Linked DNA regions of Oryctolagus cuniculus: region 1 is linked to region 2. A link is a contact called in public Micro-C data. All regions are on one chromosome and are shown on one strand. The core of a region is the stretch at or near the end of the contact, and the rest is flanking DNA. Distances in the headings are between cores, read along the strand shown. Region 1 overlaps LOC138849490 (a long non-coding RNA gene). Region 2 has its middle 77 kb from the start of CPN2.

Region 1 (7,101 bases), core at 705-3,204, 260 kb before region 2:
CTGTATCCACTAACGGAAGTATAATACATGCAAATACGTCTCTAGTTTCAAGCAGTTGTGTTTAAGCTTGCACAAGGGGGTTAATAACACCTTTAGCAATCATAAGAGAGCTACAAATAATAAACTTTTCACCCCAAGAAGGAAAGGAACACATACCCCATAAAAGCTCACATAGAAGTTTAGAAGCTTCCTGGTCCCTGAAACCCATTCACTCCTCTCCCCTGGAGCCTATGAAACACAGGTCAAGAAATTTTGCTTCAAAAATTTGCCTCCTCTGAGTTTTATTATTATTATTATTATTATGAATAATTTCACGCATAGAGAAAAATTGAGAGAACCAAGCAATGAGCATCCATACAACTTCCACTTAGACTTAGCAATTCTTCTTAATATTTTCATAATATTGGGTTCCTCTTAGTGTCTATTGCTAAAACACTTGAAAACAGCAGACATCATAATATCATCCATAAATACTTCAGCATGTACTCCTAAAAATAGACATTCTTTATTACAACAAGCAAGTTACACCCTGTTAACAATATTTCGATAACATCTATTATCAAGGCATTTTAAACTGAATAAACATTCATGAGGAAGGTGAAGTCCCAGAAGAGTGTTAAGCCCTACAAATTATGTTCTGCAAAATTTGCACAAATGTTGTTTCAGAGAGAGAATTGAGCAAAGCTTTTCTGTCTCGTCTCTCTTCTGTCTTGGAGCAGCAGCTGCCTTCTCCAACCACACCAAGGGCCAAGACAGACCACTGACTCAAGGCCTCGGAGCAAATGAGACATGTGTGTGGCAGCCGCTGTGGCCCACGGTGTCCCTGCCGGGGTACCGGTGCTGTGACCTGGGGCCGCAGACACGCCCCACTGGACTCTGTGAGGATGACACAAACGGCTGCTCTGCTGCTTCTACCACAGAGAAAGCCAATGACCCACTGAACAGCATCCAACTCTCACCTCGAGCGATAAATCCATCACAAATCTTACAATTTATGACCCAGCCATCTTTCATTTCTCTGCCAATTCCCTCAAACCTCAAGACAACCAACAGACTCGGCGGAACTCTGCCAGACCCCACGCACCTGGCTGGACCGGTATTCAGGCCCTGTCCTCAGACCCTACCCGTGTTTTCAACTTTCTGGAATGATTTCTAGATGCCAAGGAATTATAGAGTTCAAAGGTGAGGAAAGGCACTGTGTCTTTCCCACCACCGTCCCCACATCAACTCCCAGCACAAACTCTTTGAAGATCCCCTGGCCCTTGGAACAGAGCTCTGCCGGGAACATTCTTTTGACACTGTTGTTTATCTACTCCTCTGCCCCACAACACTGAACTTCCTGAGAACCTCAGCCCTGGCCTTTTCAACTTTGTATCCTTGACTGAGTGGACGGGTTGAACGATGGTCTGGAAAAAGGTATGTCCAAGACCTAACCTCCCGTACATGTGAATGTGACCTATCTGGGGTGGGGGGAAATGGTCTTTACATATGTGATTAAGTGGCGGATCTCCAGATGCTATCAACCTGAGGATCAGGTTATTCTGGGTTACTAAATCCCACGGCAGAAGACACACAAAGGAGAACATCAGAGAGGAGGCGAAGGCTGGAGAGACGCAGTCGTAGCCAAAGGATGCCTGGAACCAGAGGGGACCAGGAAGGAGTCTCTTGGAGCCTTGGCATGGCGTGCAGCCCCGCCCAGCACCCTGATGTCAGAGTTCAGATGGCTGAAGCTGGGAGGGGAATACATTCCTGTTGTTTCAACCCACCAATTCGTGGTAATTTCTTAGCGCTATCCTCGAAAACCAACGTGCCCTAATCACACAGTCCCCGATACGTGGCTGGAGCAAAGCGCATCTGTTGAACTGGAGAACGGAAAGGCCTACGGGTGTGGCTGTGTATCTTTTTCATATTCCACAGCCAGGAAAGCATCTCCGAAGGCCACCGGACTCTGGCTAACAAATACGTAAGCCTTGTGATCCTGGCATGAACTGAACAATCTGTTCCTTTTAATGAGGTGTTTGAACCTCATTCTGAATGCATTGTTCTGCCCTCCTTGGTTTTACTGTAAGTGACTGAGCTGACTTCTGATGCCGTGCCAGCACACAATAAACCACGGGCCTCCTTCTCTGGGGCTGCCGAGGGCAGGAACTCCCCTCCCTGGGCAGTTCTTTCAGGCGAGGGTGGGAGCAGGCTCTCTTGTGCCAGCGGCATCCTGATTATGATTCAGGATGTACGGCCAAAGGCAAACAGTTCCTCTTCCAATTCAGTCACAGGGGAAGCAGCCAAGGCCCCAGGAGGAGCAGCCTGGTTCCCTTCGTGTGTGCGGCACCGGCTCCTGGGCAGCCGGCGAGGGAGGACGCCCTATCTCAGGCGTTAGCAGGACTGTGCTTCCAGTGCTATTCCAGAAACGTCTGCACTTGTTGCAAGCAAGCAGGCTTCCAATCCAGGCCAGCCACCACCGCGACAGTGGAAGTTATCTGCAGGCTAAAAGGACAAAGGTGAACCAGAATTAAGATACCTATTTTTATCTCTTCACGGTGGAAAAAATTCTGTGTGCAGCTCCCATGCCTTTGCCTGTGGCTACCAAGGGCCCAGAGGGCGACCCCAGGGGGCCTTCTGTCCTGCTGACTCATGCTATGACTCGAGCAGTGATGATTTTTTTTTTCCACTGCACCAGGCATGCCCCACTAGTAGACTAAGAAATCAGTTTCGTGAGCAGCAGCAGCACTTCTGCTAACGTGAACAGAATAGCAAGTATCTGAGTGCACTACGTGTGTCCTACGGGGCAGCACCGCCCCATGGAACTGCACTTTAGTCTTCCATACGTGTGTGACATGCCATTGGTACCTGCGCTGTCAATCATGACCCAAAAAGATAGGGATAGAGACTCTGCAGCCCCTCGCCTTCAGCCCCGCTCTAGAGAGCACCTTTTGTACTTAGGATGGGAAACCCAATGACCAGGATGAAGTCACCCCACACCTGTGACAGGGGTTAGTGCAGGAAACCACGCCTGAGGCTCGTGCTCCTGACCCTCGGGCCCTTGTTTCTAAACCTTGGAAGAGTTCCCTGCACTTCACCCCCCGCTACTTGGGGCCGCTCTCCCACCTCTGCAGCCCTGGAGGCCCCACGGCCCCTGACAACTACCCCAGAACAGTCCAGCGTCTCACTGCCATCTTCCTGTCTCTCTGTGTCCAGTGTCCCATTTCCCCTGCCCCCTTTTGGCAGGTAACAGTCCCTCTGGCCTCCTTCAAGGGCTCCATCTGATCCATCAGCTTGTGGACTGTCCCAGCCTCTCCTACTGCAAGCCCTGCGCCCTGAAGGACCTGCCTGAAGCAGCTGCTATGGGCTTCCCAATCGCACACAGTTAAAGACTCTAACTAGAGCTTTCTTTCTGGTCCCACGAAATTAAGACCTACACGTAGGCTAACCAGGTCGTGGAGACTGGAGTGTGCCTTTGGCAGCAGCAGAACTGGGCCAAGCTTCAGGGCTGTTTCTTTTAGTAGCTGTGGACTTTGAGCAAATTGCTTAACAAAGAAGTTAATCAAGTTTCCACTGTAAAATTAATATAATTTTAATTTTCACCACAAGGCACTTGTTGATGTGTATTTTTTTAAAACGATGGAGTAAAGTTTCTGCGATGAATCCTCATTGACCATCTTGTGGGTGGACTTCCAAAAACAACAACAACAACAAAGTCCTATACTTTCACTGCATTTAGAAATCTATATTACCTGGGGGAAATAAACGAAGTACAGACTTTCTAGAAAACATGTGCGGTCTAATGAATCAGGCCATTCCTGACACCTGGGAGTTATGAACAGAAAGGAAGGCAGGGGCGCACCTGATGGCAGAACTCGTTCGAGAAAAAGCCAGAGCTGCTGTGTGGCCGCTGCCGGGTGGCCTTCCGGTGCCCTCCCCGTGGGGCAGGGCTAAGTGATGACGCTTCTCCCAGGGTGCTGACCACCTCTTGCCTTTTCTGCTAAAATAAGCAAAGCTGCCTATCAGGAGCTGGAATCAGAAGCAGAGGCAGGACTTGAACCAGGCATTCCGACATGGGATGCAGGCATCCTAAGCATCAGCTTGCTTGTGGCACCAAACGTCCGCCCCTGGGAGCTTATCCTGGTATCTTAAAGGGGCTGATCAGCAAAGCCTTATAGAGTTGGTGAGAACTTTCTCTTAGACAATAAGGCTCCCAACACCAAAATATCAAGACACACACACACACACACACACACACCCTAAGACAACCAGAACCCCAAATAGAATCGACCTCTCATACAGTCAACCTTGTGCAGTTACAAGGGGGGAAGTAAGCAAGGGAAGGGATAGTTGGGGGGGGGGGGTGCAGGGTGTGCTTAATGTTTTTAGTGAAAATCTGAGACTTGATACTAATACCACCTACGAGCATTCATACGGCTGCCGGAGAAACGTAAGCTACTCATTTAAAGATGGAAAATTGAGACCCAGGGGGAAGAGAGACTCTCCTCAGATTTGGAAAACATGCAGATTTCTTCGTAACCGTCAAATACTTCACTTGCGGAATTGCTGTAGAAGTGTTTGATTTAGCTGTTTCCACACCTGCTTGCCGTGGTCTGCTCTGTTAACCTACCTACCTCCCCTTTCATCAGAGACCCTGCCACAGGGCGTGCCTGCCTCTTTCCCAGGTATGCCTTCCCAATTCTAAATTAACAGGATCCTAGCACATAAAGGACTTTGGTCAGGAGGACTGGGGTTCAAGTGTTTTTTTGTTTCATGCAGGGATTCGCTTTCTCTCACTTGATTGAACCCTGGATAAAAGGAAGCGAACAGGCATTCCTGGGTGAGGCTACATGCACAGGGCCGGCTGAACCACAAAACCCTTGCGGGCCTGAGTCCCTGCTCTGAGTCACGGTCTGGAGTGAAGGGATTTCCTGCGCTGGGTCCTTGGGGACCACCGCAGCAACACCCCTGCAGAGGTTCATGATACACTGGTACCGCGTCCTACACGAATCAGCAAGCTGTGGCCCGCGGGACATTCGCAGTTGTAACAGACACCACGTGTCCCCCAAAGCCAAAGTAGCCACCAGCTGACCTGGTGTCGAGAGTCCCCTCTTCCTGGATGGGTGCTACCTGTTCTGTTCTCCCAACCACTCGTGGCTGACAAGCAGTATTCATTGGATGGGCACACCGACTTCAAGATGAATGAGTGTTGGAGACTCCTTCTGGCAACCCCCCTGCACAGAATACTCGCCTACTGCATTTGAGGGGAGAAGGGCAGGGCACCTTGGGGACAGGAGCTGGAAAAGCAACCAAACACAGGAAGTGAGCAAAAGCAGAGAAAACTCTATCAGGTTCCTGATGCTTGTACACTGCCCCCCTTGTATCTGCAGCTCTGCGTTCTATGGCTTCAGTTACCTGCAGCCAACCGGGGTCTGAAAACATGACATAGAGAAATCCAGAAATAAAACATTCGTTAAGTTTTCAGGACCTTTTATTAGAGCAACCAATGGTGACAATTCCCTTGTCTCCTTAGTTACAGTTGTTCATTTCTTTCTGTGCCTAATTTATAAAGTGAACTTGATCGTGACCGTGCATGTGCAGGGAAGAGGGCTCAGCACCAATCACCATTTCTGTCATCCACTGTGGGTCTTGGAATGCAGCCCTTCAGAGACCAGGGGACCACCGCACCATGGTGTGTTGGAGCCACTGCACCACATGTGTCGGAGCCAGCTTCATTGTGTGCGTCCTCTCTCACCTTTGTGTTCCTTGGTACTCTGATATCAGCCATGATAAGGGTATTGCCACAACGAAAATCAGCAAAAAAATGACACATTAGAGCTTCCCTGCCCCCGCCCCCAGTCGATTCCCAGCCCAGGGCAGCGAATGTGTACTCAATTTCACACAAGCACCACCATGCCAAACCTCATGGAGGTTGCTGGGGACAGTGCCCCGAGTGTCACTGCTGACAGCTCGCGCGGGAATGACCTGAAGCTGAAGGAGCTGCCACACTCCAGGCTGCTCCCTGGGCCAGTTCCTCCCATTCAGCAAGTGCGCAGTATCTGGGATGCAGAGGCAAGATCCAGCTCGTCAGACGCCAGCTGCAGGGCTCCCTCCCCTTGGGTGCTGCTGAAGCTCTGGCTGCAATTGCATAAAAGAGACAGAGAGAGAGGCCAGCATTGGGGTGCAGCTGGTTAAACCACCTCCTGCGATGCCAGCATCCCATACCACAGCTGGGTTTGAGTCTCATCTGCTCCACTTCCCATGTAGCTCCCTGCTAATGCACCTGCAAAAGGTGATGACCCAAGTACTTGGGCCCCTGCACCCATGTGGGAGACCAGGAGGGACTTCCAGGCTCCTGGTTTTGGCCTGGTCCAGCCCTAGCTATTCAGGAAGTGAACCAGTAGATGAAAGATCTCTTTGTCTCTGCCTCTCTTTCAAATAAATAACATTTAAAAAGAGACAGATAGAAAGAGATATATCATTTGCTCACCACCAACTACCCCCTTCATCTCCTGGCTTGATTGATCTGTTTGGATCATTTTTATTTGCTTGAGAGTTTTCCCACAGTACTGTTGGAACACCTGGGTAGTATTTTCATCACCTGACCAGCAAGCGGTACTTTGCTGGCTCTGGCTCTAGACTTTGGTCCACACCATTGCCCTGTCTTCCAGTGCCTGTTGCTGTGGATGAAAAGTATGACACCTGGGGCCGCACGATGGCATAGTGGCTTAAGCCTTCACCTGTGGCGCCAACATCCCATATGGTTGTCAGTTTGGGTCCCGGCTGCTCTATTCCCTATCCAGCTCCCTGCTGATGGACCCCTGCACCGGCATGGGAGACCCAGAGGAAGCTCCTGGCTCCTGGTTTCAGATTGGCTCAGCTCCAACCTTTGCGGCCATTTGCGGAGTGAACCAGTAGATGGAAGACCTCTTTCCCTCTCTCTCTCTCTCTCTCTCTCTCTCTCTCTCTCTCTGGAATTCTGCCTCTCAAATAAATAAAATATCTCTTTAAAATAATAAAGGAAGAAGTGACACCAACTCTTCCCTTTTGCTCTGTAATTCCTGTCTTCCTCTGTGTACAAGGCTGTGAGAGGATCTCTTTACACCTGCTGGCCAAGAATTT
Region 2 (7,857 bases), core at 2,113-4,612:
GCAGATTTCTATCTTGAAACAGAAATCTCACGGCAAAGCAGAGAAGTTGGTAGTGAAGCCAGGCACTGGAAGCAGCCCCTGGCCAGGCGAGGGCGTGGAGAGGAGAGGATGGTGGCTATGAGGGTGGCAGCGGGCCCTGGGGCACAGGGAGCAAGCCTGGGGCAGAAGGCCTTCAGGTCTCTGGCTTAGGATCCTGGGGGATGGAGAAGGAAAAGCAGTGTGGGGCTGGAGGGCTGAGATGAGGTGCTTGTCACAGGCAGACTAAGCTTGGGATGCCTTCCCGGAAAGCCATCGGGGGTGATTCCTGCAAGACTTCATTGCATCTCAGGAGCCAGGCTTCCCAGGCCAGGGGCTGTCTCCCCTCCCGTGTCGCAGGAGGCCATGCCAGCGCCCGACTGCAGCCGCAGAGACCCTCCTGCGCATCACGGCTTCCTCCCAGGTAGGCAGCACCTTCAGCACCTCCTGGGCACAGCACCGGCCCCCAAATTTCCATACCTCCTCTGCTTGTCCCACAACAGCCTTTCATCAAGACATCACCCCACCTCTCAAATGGGCAGACTGAGCACTAGGACAGAGGAGGGTAAGAGTCAGTTACAGGCTGAAGTTTTCACCACTCCAATGTCGTACAAAAGGGCCTTCAGAAAGTCTGTGAAAATGGAATTAAAAGACACATTTTGCATAATTTTTTCACGCTTTACATTTTCTGTAACTACTGGAGACCCATAATAGAATGGGTTTAAGCCAGGCCTATGCATTCTTCTTCAGCGGGACTATGCTGAACCACATTCCATCGTGCCCAGATGGACAACAGAATTGAAACATTGGGGCCGCCGGCGCCGCTGCTCAATAGGCTAATCCTCTGCCTTGCGGCGCCGGCACACCGGGTTCTAGTCCCAGTCAGGGCGCCGGATTCTGTCCCGGTTGCCCCTCTTCCAGGCCAGCTCTCTGCTATGGCCCAGGAGTGCAGTGGAGGATGGCCCAAGTGCTTGGGCCCTGCACCCCATGGGAGACCAGGAGAAGCACCTGGCTCCTGCCATCGGATCAGCGTGGTACGCCGGCCGCAGCGGCCATTGGAGGGTGAACCAACGGCAAAAGGAAGACCTTTCTCTCTGTCTCTCTCTCACTGTCCACTCTGCCTGTCAAAAAAAAAAAAAAAAAAAAAAGCATTGGGGCCGCATGGTGGCTCAGCAGGGTAAGCCTCCACTTGCAATGCTGGTATCCAAGATCAGAGCACCCAGTTTGAATCCAGGCTGCTGCTCCACTTCTGATCCAACTCCCTCCTAATGCACCTGGGAAAGCAGCAGATTGTGACCCAAGTACTTGAGCCCCTGCACCCCACATGGCAGATCTGGATGGAGTTCTTGACTCCCAGCTTTGCCCAACCTAGCACAGCTGTTGTGGCCATTTAGGCAATGAACCAACAGATGGAAGATCTGATCTCTATCTCTCTCTATCACTCTACCTTTCAAATAAATCAAATAAATCTTTTTAAAAGACACCTAGGAGGGGCCGGCGCTGTGGCATAGTGGGTAAAGCTTCCACCTGCAGTGCCGGCATCCTATATGGGTGCTAGTTTGAGTCCTGGCCACTCAACTTCCAACCCAGCTCTCTGCTATGGCCTGGGAAAGCAGTAGGAGATGACCCAAGTCCTTGGGCCCCTGCACGTGTGGGAAATCCACAAGAAGCTCCTGGCTCCTGGCTTCGGATCAACGCAGCTCTGGCCACTGTAGCCATTTGGGGAGTGAACCAGCGGATGGAAGACCTCTCTCTTTCTCTCTCTCTGCCTCTGTCTCTCTGTAACTCTGCCTTCCAAATAAATAAATAAATCTTAAAAAAAAAAGAAAAAAAGACACCTAGGAGTTCTAGAATGGTCTCGCTTGCAAACTCATACATTCTTCTGTTCATTCTTTGAATGAACATTGAATTCCTACTAAGCACAAAACACAGACACAGCCAACCAAACCCCGGTGCTGGGGTAGGGAGAGTACTTGCAGTTGAGTAAAAATCAGATTTCTAAAGCAGCAGTCAGCAAACGATAGCCCTGGTGCTGATTCGGGCCCCCTGGCTGTTTCTATGAATAAAATTTTATTGGAACACAGCCAAGTCTACTTGTTGACTGACTGTTCCTGGCCGCTTTGGCACCACAATGGCAGAGCTGGGTGGCCCATGTGTCCCACACAGTTTAGCATAGTGACTGCCTAGCCCGCTATGGGAAGGAGCCACCACTGACGGCTGATCTGCAGTCAGAACCACAGAGGCCAGCAACGACAACAATACCCGGATTATTAGAAGGACGAGAGATGTGAGGATGCCACGGGGAGTGGCTGAGGGCACAGGCAGGACTCACCAGGTGGAGGTTTACAACACGGACTTTGGCAAATAAACGGAACATTAAGCAACTGACTGCAGCCCAGCACCTAGGTCCCGGGTGGGCCTGCAGCACAGTCCACGGTCAGTTAGAAGACGCCCAGATGCTGGGAAAGCAGCCACTGAGCTCGCTCTCCAGAGCAGCACAGGTCCTCATGGAGGCCTGGGATCTACCAGTGTTGATCTTGACCTTGAGCAATCCACTCATCTCCCGATCCCCTGCCACCAGGCACCTCTGGCTGGCCTATCAGACTGTGAAAAGCAACGGCAAGAGAAGAAAACTCTCCTGCAAAGTTCAAGTGCTTCATAATCCCAGAGGGTGCTGACTGCAATTGCACATGCATGTGCCTTGAAGATAATCGCGCATAGAACTTAGCAGCCGAATGCCAATGTCAGCCCTGGATGTCAAATAGCCAAGCACACTCAATTCTGTATGAATTCACTCACACTGCCGTGTGAGAGTCCTCCCCCCCCCCAAGGCGGGGGGACCATTGCAGACATGCCGCCCCAGGAGACCGCAGTGTGTTCCCCACCGTGGAGGCAGCCTCGGAGTCGGGAAATCGGGGTGTGTGCTGGAGGACCGGACCCAGAAACGCATCCTCTGGAGGGGTCCTGGCCTGCCCTCGCCTGTGGGCCCAGCCCTGTGCTGTGCTCCCTGCTGCCCGCCCCTCCCTCAGGAAGCACCTCCTTCCGCCCCAGCCTGGATGATGCTTTTCCGCTCACACCCGTGATCCCACAGCCTCAGCCCCAGGGGGAGGCGGCGGCCCTGTCAGTGCAGTCCACAGCACCTGGCTCGCCTTCCTCTACCCTGGGCCAAACCCTCAGACGCAGGAGAAACCAGAGCTGGCTCAGCTGGCCAGCACGCCGGCTTCCTGTCCAAGTGTTTGCGGCTGGGCTTCCTGCTGACGGAAGGGCGGCCTGCAGCTCTGCTCTGACAGCCCCGCGAGGTGGCTCCCAGGCCCGGGCCGCCGAGCACGGCCAGCTGGCACCCGGCAGCACTGCCACAGCGGCAGCACTTCACGCAGCTGTCAGTCGGCGTTCACGGGGAGGCTGGGGGCAGCTTGCAAGAGCTATAAAGGGGATTCCTTTGGGAAGAGAGGAAGCTGTGAATCAGACCAGAAACCCCGGAGCTCAGGCTTGTCCTGGGCAGGCGGCCAGAGCGTGCCTCACATCCACCCCACACCCAGACAGCAGGGCCTGTGCTGCACGAAGCCCACCTCCCTGGCCACCTGCAACGCTTTGCCTGTGTCCTGTATGAGGCTCCGGCGCACAGCTCCCCTCTGCGCCAGGTGCACCTGGAACAGAGCCCAGGCACCCAGATTATAGCCCACCCCGGCTCTGACCTCTCTGAGAACCAGCTTCCCTTTCGCAAGTAGAAACTGGAGAGGGAGAGCAATTGGCTGGGCAGAACATGTTTATTTTCCCATGTTTCACGGGTGGAGACACAGGAAATGGGGTTAGACTTATTCTACGGAGCTCTAGGGGTCAGAACAGGCAGGATCGGGGGCAGGAGGCGGTTTCAATAAGAAAAACCTGACCCACGAAACGGACCACCCAGAAGGAAGTGAGCACCCTGTCAATAGAGGCATTCAACAGGGATTGTTGGCAAAGACTTTCTCGTACTGGACTGTAACCTGCGTGGGGGTGAGGCCCGTGTCTCTCTCCATCACTACTGCAGGACCAGCAGGCAGCCCAGGGCCTGGCACAGAGTAAGTGCTCCGAAACACCCACATTTGTGGAAGGAAGAGAGAGGGGGAGGGAAGGGACGGTAAAGAGGGAGGCAGTCTGAACACCTTGCAAAGGAACTCCTGCTCCTGGGAGAGTGTGGACCAGGCGGCTCCCGACTCCAACAGCTGTCTGCTTCTGTGGTTATGCGCTGAGTCACAGGTGTCCAGCCCAAGGGGAGCTATGATAGTGGAGGAGCAACTCGCTACAGGTTTCCAGGCCCACGCCTTCTCCCTGAGCATCTGCAGGGACAGCCTCCCTGACATCCCTTTGTCCCCTTTACAGAACCTACCCACAAAATGCAGAGTCCCTTTTCGAAAGATAAGGAGCCTCAATCTCCAAGATCAGTTCAGAGTGGGAGCTGAGATGACCCTCCAGGCCTCCTCGGGAGACGCGTGCCTGCGAGTCTGCAGGTCTGGAGCCCTGATACTGTAGTCTAACCTAGAACCTGGCCCTGGGTTCCTCTAGCTTCTGACAAAGGTACAGGAAAGACACAATTGCATGCCGCTGGCTTCCAGGCAGGGACAGAGTTGGGGCATCACCAGGAATTGCAGCAACCAGCAAGAGATTTGCAACTATTTCTGGAGCCAAGTTTACTCTCCGAGGGCTGGGCCCCTAGATGGCCCCACTGGAGGGAGGCCAGTCTTCCCCCAAGGGCTGACTGGCTGGAGATTAGCCCGGCATTTGCTTGTTTGCCCTGGGATCAGTGCTCCACCCTTCCTCTGCTCTCTCCTTATCATCGGGGAGCTACTCCCGCAAGCTGCACATGCCAGTGTCCCAGTCCCCCACTGCCAGGAGCCGTAGGAAGGAGGAGGGGAGAAACCAGCACCTCCATCCCCTACCTCTCCCCTGATTTGGTGGCATCTCTGCAGGTTGCAACTCCTGCCCAGACCTTCCCTGTGGCTCGAGGTCTCACGGGGTGGGAGTGGGGGAGGGGCTGGAAACGGCACCCCCTGCCTTTGACCTGCAGCCTAGGAATGGAGGCACCTCCCTGCACTGGCACAATCTGGGTGACTCCCCCGCTGGTGGCGCATCCACCTCTCCCGGCTTTACCAGCACTGTCCCCCACCCACCCACCCCGCCACTGAGGCTTCTGGAATGGGTTGTTTCCTGGGGGGCCTCCCACTATTCCTGTGGCTGTGTGAGCTTGCTGAGACCCAGCCCGGAGAGGGTAACCTGATGCATATATGAACAGCTCTGTCTCAACCACCTTAAGGAGGGACGAGGAGGCAGGCCAGGCCAGGGGGCTGCAGAAGGGAGGACAGGGTCTGTGTTTGGAAACAAGGAGAAAACCCGTGGCTCTCTGTGGGAGCCAAGGGACCCAGACCAGCCCCGGCTGTCTTCCCTGCCCCCACTCAGCTGTGCAGGCCCTGCCAGCTCGGGCACGCTTCCAGGCTGATTCGGAATCAGTGCTTCCCACGTCCACGGGTCAGACCCTGTGACTCAGCCTCTCAGGGCTCTGAGCAGGACAGAAGAGGAGGGCTCCCTCGGTGACGTCAGTGAGGGAAGCAGATGCCTTTCATCCCGCGCCCAAACCTGGTGCAGCTGCGATGTGTGGAGGGGGAGGGTTGCAGACTCTGTCCTGACTCCCGCACCACTGCGGGGACCAACGAGGCAGTCCGTCTCGTCTGTGAACCTGACTCACAAGCACAGGAACAGCACGTGGGAGAGAGCCGAGACACGCCTCAGCTGTCCGGCTCATGCGGCCCCACTACGTGCTCTCTACAGAGCTCAGCACTGTCACGGATTTCATCCATCTGTAATGGGAGAGAAAGCCCAAAAATGCAGCAGGCCCCACTCAGCAGCTCCTTGTTGGAGAGCTGCCAGGCGCCGGGCCAGCTGCAGAGGTGAGCGAGCATTGGTCCCCGCCTCCCAGGAAAGGGAGAAGCTTAACAGGGCAGCAGCAGCCGCCAGATCTGCCAGGGTTTGAATCCAGACTTCAACAAGGGAGTATTTATGTGATCCTGCCCCCCACCCCCACCCCCCCGCCAACGCCCCCGCCGCAGCAGCCTCCTCTGTGAAATGGGCAGAGTAAGAAGCCTCTCGTCTCCTTGAGCTGTTGAAGAATCCCTGCAGGGAACAAGCCTAGCACACGGTGCTCGGCCTTGGAGAAGAGTCTTGGACACCTGCGAACTTTTTAAAATCGAAAACCCAAGGCTCCCTGCAGGCACGCTGTGGGTCGGGAGCAGTTCTGAAAGTTGTCCACTCCTTTAGTCCACGCGGGAGTCCGTCCCAAAGCCTCGGACCCCACAGCCGTTCCCACTGGAAATCTCCAGCCACCTGACCTCAAAGGTATCCCACACGGCCTCGGTGGCCTCGGTGCCTGGACAGCCCCCGGCGGATGTGCGGCCCCGGCCCCGGGGGCTTGGAGAGCTTCCGGGACTGGCCGGGTCACACTGCGGCTGGCCGCGTCTGGCAGCTCCACCCTTCCTGGCAGCCAGGCCTCCTCCTCGGCCTCTGAGAGTCTGCCAGCGCCCCGGGAGGGAGAGCAGCAGCAAGGCCCCGCCGGGTCGGGGAGGGCGGGAGGCGGGGAGCAGGCTCCGGCCGGCGGAGCGCGCCTCTGGAAGTGCCACGCGCTCCACCTAGCGGGGACGGATCCAGGCGGGTCCCAAGCGGCTGCCAGGCTCCCGGCACTTGGGCCAGGCTCCTCAGGCAGCACGCAGCTGTTCAAAGGCGTCTCACACCAACGCCCACGACGACTTGAGGATTTTTCAGGGGACACGCTTTCAACACCCATTTCACAGATGAGAACTTTGAGCCCGTCTCCGGCAAGCAGTCCGTGGCAGAGCTGGAACCAGAAACCTGGTCTTTGCATTCTGCTTCCCCGAGCTATTTCTCAGCACGTGGCACACACACTTGGCAAGGAGAGGGGCAAAAGGGCCGCTGCTGGCCGGTGGCCCACTCCTCGGCCCTGAGGCCAACAATACGGCGCAGGGCGGCCGGGGGACGGCTCTTGTTGCGCACCCATTGGCGGGAACCTACGCGCGCGCCTGTCAGAAGCGATTGACTGACACCGCATCCTGCCCTTTCAACCCTGCCCCCATCTCAGGGTCAGCCTCCCTCCGGGCAGCAGGCCTGACCCCACCGCCCTGCGGGAGAGAGGCCTTTCTGTCCATCGTGGCCGGATCGAGGGCTCACAAAGTCTCCCCGGGCGGCGCAAACCCTCCGGCAGCGTAGGGCGCGCTGCTGCGCCCGCGGGGGAGCGGACCCCTGACACCCGCGCCCTGGCAGAGACCCACGGCGGGAGGCCATTTGGGGGCCACTCACTCATCCAGGCGGGGAGGCGACCCTTGCCCTGTCTTCTCAGGAAAACAAAGTCGCTCCTATGAGCTCTACGGAGACCGCCTCCTGCCCTGAACACGGCTGCAGGCGTCGCCGCAGAGGCCCCCCGGCGGCCCGCGGGGGCGGAAGGCGGCCGCCTGGAGCTGCCGGGCAGAGCAGGCGGGCGGTGCTCTGTGTTGTCCGGGAAGGCAGCCAGTCCTCGTGCCTAGGCTTTCCAGCCGCTGAGGAGCCCGCCAAGCAGGGCCCCCCACCTGCCGGGCTGGGCGGGCACACCCAATCACATAGACACGAGTTGCTGGGTAGTGTTGCCATCCGTGGAGCACCGCCCGTCAGTCCTCTCAGCCCGCTGGGCCTCGGCTTCCCCAGCTGACCCTTGGGGGCTGTCACTTTGCCGTGCCCACCTCCGTGGATGCTGGCGCCTTGGAACTTTGAGAAAGAGAAGCAGCAGGGGCCAGTACTTCCCTGAGGATGGCTGCTTGTTCT

Evidence for each region. Hi-C and Micro-C count contacts between places; a contact is called where the count stands out from the background.
Region 1: a contact with region 2 is called in a Micro-C map of ear pinna, with 4 times the contacts expected there. The contact joins two enhancer-like sites. A contact is called at or near these places in 3 of 6 Hi-C or Micro-C datasets (ear pinna, skin fibroblasts and an unstated tissue).

The regions. Positions count from the first base shown.
Region 1 is chr4:85,449,509-85,456,609 of mOryCun1.1, reverse strand. It overlaps LOC138849490 (a long non-coding RNA gene), which reads right to left. Exons shown (of 3, transcript XR_011388361.1): 2 at 5,965-6,117; 3 at 5,453-5,753. Among named protein-coding and RNA genes, the nearest start is that of HES1, 130 kb to the right of the region's middle. Within about 2 kb of position 1,954, at least 5 of the 8 cell types and tissues checked have an H3K27ac peak or open chromatin away from gene starts, as enhancers often do. A contact at or near this core is called in ear pinna, where this site is marked.
Region 2 is chr4:85,189,441-85,197,297 of mOryCun1.1, reverse strand. No RefSeq gene overlaps it. Among named protein-coding and RNA genes, the nearest start is that of CPN2, 77 kb to the right of the region's middle. Within about 2 kb of position 3,362, at least 5 of the 8 cell types and tissues checked have an H3K27ac peak or open chromatin away from gene starts, as enhancers often do. A contact at or near this core is called in ear pinna, where this site is marked.